2 separate regions of the Macaca mulatta genome follow, and region 1 is linked to region 2. Evidence: chromatin contacts called from public Hi-C data. All regions are on one chromosome and are shown on one strand. Each heading gives the region's core, a stretch centred on a gene start, on an enhancer-like site or on the middle of the called end of the contact. The rest is flanking DNA. Distances are from core to core; before and after follow the strand shown. Region 1 holds the start of ATP6V1D (ATPase H+ transporting V1 subunit D). Region 2 holds the start of LOC144330299.

Region 1 (2,700 bases), core at 69-2,568, 910 kb before region 2:
GGGATGACTGTGTATTTAACCCGAAAATATTTCCTTATCTTAGGTTTTCTGTTATGCTTAGCATAGTTAACCTAACATATGCTTAACACAGTTCTATTCTCATTGTCGCCAACATAAAACAAACTGATAGTAACAGTAATAAACTCAAGTCTCATTTAGTTTTGATTCAAAGGGTGACTCATTCAATTATCAGATGAAAAACTACTCGGACCCCGCTCTTTCCAACACGGTGCCCGTCCCACACGTTTCTCAGGTAAGAGTCCAGTTTGGTTTCCACTGAGAAGCAGGGGGAAATTTCGGTAGAACTGTTGGGGCGGAAGAAAAGATGGAATTCTCAGACCTGGAAAAAGCAAACTGCTCAGCGTCCTGAGCTGGGGGTAAGAGTTAGGGTGTCACGACGTTCTCCCGAGGCCGCCCCATCGTCAAGGCATTCTCACTTTCGGCATATTGTAGAGGCTGTACAATCCACTCGGCCCACTTTCCTTTACGAGATTCCTCTGCTGGAACAACGACGCCTCTGGAACACAGGATGACCTACACGGAGCCGGCGACGAGGCCCACGACAGCGCGGGTGGCGGCGGTGCTGTCCAGCCACTTCCCGCGCAGGGACGGGAAAGGGAGGTGTTAGCCCGGGGCCTACCCGCTCTCGAACACCCATGTCACTGGACACAAACCAAAGTGAGTTCTTGGAGAAACCGAGCTTGGGATTAGTCACCTGAGGTATGTGTGTGATTCCCGCAGTGGAGACCACAGCCGCCTTCTTTAATCAGAGAGACCAGACTTGCTTCTCCCTCACCGGCCGCCGATCCTCCTCAGCGTGCGCTTCGGTCACCCGACTGCGCATGCGGAACCTCCTCGTATTGCGCAAGCGTTGAACGAATAGAGACCCCTCTTCATCATTAACCATAGAGTCTGGGTCCTCCGAGAACAAGGACGAATGTAGATCATGGAAGGACCCGAAAAGTACGGTTTCTCGCTATCTTAGCTTTAGCTAAGTAACATTCAAGGCGCGAGAAAGACATAGGACTCTGATTCCTTGCCCCTGAAGAATGTATCCTCGTTCACAGTTTCAGCTAACCATGAGATGGCGCTGTGACCAGAGACGACAGGTGGAGAGAAACAAGGCGTGCACGCTTCGCTCCTAGTCTTTGGCCTGGCACGTGCCGCGTATTGCGCAGCCTCAGGGAAGCTGGATGGGGAGGGGTTGGGAGGCGAACCGGAATTGAGGGATGGTTCCGCGGTGCGCGCGCCTAGACATCCGGGCAACGCCTCTGTTCTGTCCTCCCCCTTCCTCCTCTTGACAACCGGAAGCGGAAGTGAAAATGGGTGTCCCTGCTGCTTCTTAGCAACGAGAGGGGGTCAAGTGACACAACCAGCTGACTCCTGTAGAGGAAGTCACTGTGGAGGCCAGTTCTGGAGCTGTTGTAGCCTCGGTTGCCCGGCCGGGGACCCGAGCCGAACAGTTATCGTCAGAATGTCGGGCAAAGACCGAATTGAAATCTTTCCCTCGAGAATGTAAGTAAAGGAATGGGATGAGCCGCTTTCACAGGGTTAGGAACCCAGAGCGCGATCCCTTCAGACCCTGGGCCACAGTGAGGGTCCTTGTTTCTTGAGCTTTTCCCAGGCTCTTTTCTTGAGTCTAGGGCGAAGCTTCGTGACGGCCTCTTCGCACATTCCTCCTGAGTGAATCAGGCTGGATGAAGCGATCCCAGCGGGTAGGAAAAGGCGCCCGGCCGGCGGGCTTTTGTGGAGGCCCGCTGTCTTTATTCATTAATGGATTCATCCATTCCACATACCCTTACTGAGCCGGGCACTGGATTTATATAACTGAACCGTCGCCACCTCTGCCCTCACAGAGCTCACAGTTTATGTAGCCAGACATTCGTCTGGAAAGGCCAAGGAGGTTTTAATAAATGCTCTGAGAAGGGACGTTTACTGAGGATATAGAAGAGGTCCCTAAGCCAAAGTGGGGATGGAATCGAATCGCCTTAGCATAGTCCTCGGATTCGATCTTGGATCCCCTTACTCATTTTCCAAGATCCCACCAAATGTCACCGGCTGTGAGAGGATATCCCTGTGTTTCTGAGGCACAGCTTTTGCTCTCTCACCGCTGCACCTTGTTAAGACCTGTGTTAATACCAGTCATCACATTGTAAAGTAGATATTTGTTTATGTGTCTTTCTCTCCCACTAGACTGTGGGCTCTCTCCAGGAGGAAAGAATGTCTTAACAATCCATAGAAGGTCCACAAAAAAATATTTCTTGAAAGAACTCATGCTTGGGAATACGCTCAGTTGTGGGCTACCTTTCTTTTGGGGCCTGAATTCTTTGTCAGGAAAGTGGCATATCACTGTAGGTTTTTGGCTAGTTTGTAAAGAAAATTTTGACGTTTTCTCAAATGTGCCCAACAACTCGCTCCCTTTCTCCTCCTCATCCTGTTTATTTTTATTTATTTAGTTTGTTGTTTGTTTTAATAAGAGACAGGGTCTCGCTCTGTCTCCCAGGCTGAAGTGCAGTGGTGTGATCATAGCTCACTGCAGCCTCAAACTCCTGGGCTCAAGCGATCCTCCCGCCTCAGCCTCCCTGGCGGCTGGGATTATAGGTGGGAGCCACCGCGCCTGGCTTTCCCTTTTTCTTTACAGTGAGGAAGCAGAAAATCAGTTTTAACCCTGACATTTAGATCCTTTTATTGTGGTCCTAT
Region 2 (2,700 bases), core at 153-2,652:
ATTCCACTGTCAATGTTAATGTTATCTTCTCTCTGACATTTTACCTATGCCACCTACCTATTCCACTTGAGCTTTCCAAGGCCTTTATATTACATTTTTATTCTGCTCAGGAGCCTCACCATCAACTACATATTTATTTATAAAGTGGCAGCTGACTTTCAACTCCCCTTAAAATTGCCAGTTTCTTCTTGACTCTAGCAAATGTATTAAATTCTCCCTTCAGGTAGTCATATTTGCTCCTAATCCATCTGAATATGGAATTTCTTTTGCAGTTAACCCCAAACTCATAGAAAATGTATTTAGAAAAGTTTTGCACAATAATTACATGCAATGTTTCTTGAGTTGTTTGCCTATCAATGTTATCCATATCAGACTGTAGGGACACGAGATAAGGTCTGCATCTTTCAAAGCAGTCTGTACAACACCTACCTGCTATGTCACTTCACAAAGCTAAGATGATTCGTTAAATGAAACTATTATTTAATGGAAAGCTTAAGCAGAAATGTTCATTTTAAAAATAGTTCTACAGTTTAACTTTTAAACATCTACGGCCTTTTTTATTTCCACAGACAACTGACATATTTTGGTTTCTCACTACTCTATTAATTGTTAAAGAATGGCTAGAATTTAAAGTGCAAGTTGAGGGTAGATAAAGGATATACACTTTCACATCCCATCATCAGATTATTCGAAAATTGGCAATGTCAGTTCCAGGAATTCTGAAATACAACTGAATCTTCACATAACCAAACAGTTTCAGGATCAAAAGAAGAGAACCGCGTACCTTTCTGATTTGGGGGTTCCCTTTTCTGCAATTGGTTTAGACTAGTTTCACTACCAAAGGATCTTTTGATTAGGAAAATTCAATTAATCACCATCGATATACGGAAACAATACCAGGGAAAGGCAATCCTTTACTTAAAAGAGAGAAAAGGAGGCTTTGGATATCACCTTTTCATAAAATTCAGCAACTAAATTAAGCTTTGCACTCAGTATCTGCCGGCAGCCTCAGACCTTTTTTTTCTACCTAATAATAAAAGCAAGTCTTATTCAATTTAGTCCCTTCTCGAGCACCGTCTCGACCTGTCAGAATTTGGCAGTTAAAAAAAATTTTTTTAAAAGAAGTAAGGGAAACACTAGGATTCCCGTACACATTGCTTCTTTTTCCGAAATCACATCACTGAGTCTTGAGCTTCCTTCACTCCAAACTAAGCCCTCAGATTCCAAATATAGTTCTTTAACCCCCGCCTCGCCACTCAATTACACATAAACCTTGCCAACTACAGAACCACAGCAGAAACCCCTACAAATCGGCTTGGCGTTCATCTTGGAAGTCATGCCCTGCAGCAACTGCCGATCGCCGAAGTGACGGATATTAACCACATTCAGCGCAACGGAATCAGACATGCAGAGCACACACGGCTTTCGCGAGGGAGGGAAACGCGACCCGGGAAAAGTGCGCTCCTCACCAGCCTCGGGACGCTCCACCGGGGTGGGGGTTCCCAGAAAGGAGGGGGAGAGGAGCCCGAGTAGGGGAATCCTGCCCTCTCAAGTAAAAAGAGCTGGATCCCCCGGCCGCAAGCTGCAGCCCGTCCTCGCTAAGGAAACGACGAGGCAGAGGGCCCTTTGCTCGGTAAGGCAGAAGGCAGACACTTTCTGAGGTCCGGATCAAGCCGATCCCCCATCCCCCGAAGGAGGCGAAGGGTGCCCCATGGGTGGCTGAGGGGATGCCCGGCCCGCGAGGGACAACCCGAGGAGAAGCAGTTTCATCTGATTAACACCTGAGTCGCGTCCGGGCAAGCACAGCTACTGGCGTGGGGCCGCCCGGGTTGGGGGAAGGGAAAGGGAGGAAGGGGGTGGAGATGGGATTCCCCCCTCTCTCAGAAGAGCACTAACGGAGGATGCGTCCGGGCCAGCCGAGAGCGGCATGCTTCAGACTGCGGAGCCGGGATCCCGCCGCCTGCACCGACAGCAAGGATCCCGCAGCGCCCTCCGCACCGGCCCCTCGGTCCCCGGGGGCCCAGGACTTTGTTTCCGAAGGCGCTGGGGCCTGACATCCCACGGGGTCGACCACGGCTCCGGCGGGCTGGGGAAAGGGACCCGCGGGAACACCCCCAATCTCTGGCGGTTCTCAGCGGTTGTAAAATGCACCCCCGCGGTTCCCTTCTTCAGCCTTCCCTCCTCCCGAGGCCGCAGAGAAGGGCCACCACAGGCGAAAAGCCTAAGGCAAGTCAGGGACTGCAGCCTCATAGGTCCCGCACCTCCTCCCCCGGTTACCTGTAAGGACTCCGACACGGATTTGATGGTCGTGGTTAGTAAGGATCATTCCCTCGGTCGCCATGTTTCCCAGCGCAGTCACCGCACTGACAGGAGCCGGGAGAAATTGGAGCCCGGAGCGCGCGGGCCGGGAGCGCGCTCGCCGCGGAGAGCGCGAGAGCTAGGGAGCCAGGGAAGCGCGAGGAGAGCGGGGAAGGAGTGGGAGGCCGTAGAGTGCTCGGTGGCCTGCGTGGGGGAGAGGCCGCGCCGGGAGTGCACGGGTCCGCGGGAGGGGGCGGAGTCAGGGCGCGCGACCCCAAGCCCGGCAGGAAGGAGGCGAGCTGGAGGGGTCGGTGGCCGCACGGGGAGAGCGCGCGGAGGCGGCGGAACGAGGCTGGAGAGGCTCGGGCCGCTCTGCGGAGCGCGAGACCCAAGGCAGCTAGA

Evidence for each region. Hi-C and Micro-C count contacts between places; a contact is called where the count stands out from the background.
Region 1: a contact with region 2 is called in a Hi-C map of fetal cortex germinal zone, with 2.8 times the contacts expected there. The contact joins the promoter of ATP6V1D here to the promoter of LOC144330299 in region 2. A contact is called at or near these places in 2 of 14 Hi-C or Micro-C datasets (fetal cortex germinal zone and fetal cortical plate).

Annotation. Positions count from the first base shown.
Region 1 is chr7:140,524,519-140,527,218 of T2T-MMU8v2.0, reverse strand. It overlaps ATP6V1D (ATPase H+ transporting V1 subunit D), which reads left to right and starts at 1,318. Exons shown (of 9, transcript NM_001195715.1): 1 at 1,318-1,515. The coding sequence starts at 1,475. EIF2S1 (eukaryotic translation initiation factor 2 subunit alpha) reads right to left here and starts at 810. Exons shown (of 8, transcript NM_001257466.1): 1 at 716-810.
Region 2 is chr7:139,614,246-139,616,945 of T2T-MMU8v2.0, reverse strand. LOC144330299 reads left to right here and starts at 1,402. Exons shown (of 5, transcript XR_013396345.1): 1 at 1,402-1,633. It overlaps GPHN (gephyrin), which reads right to left and starts at 2,432. Exons shown (of 22, transcript NM_001257815.1): 1 at 2,278-2,432. The coding sequence starts at 2,341.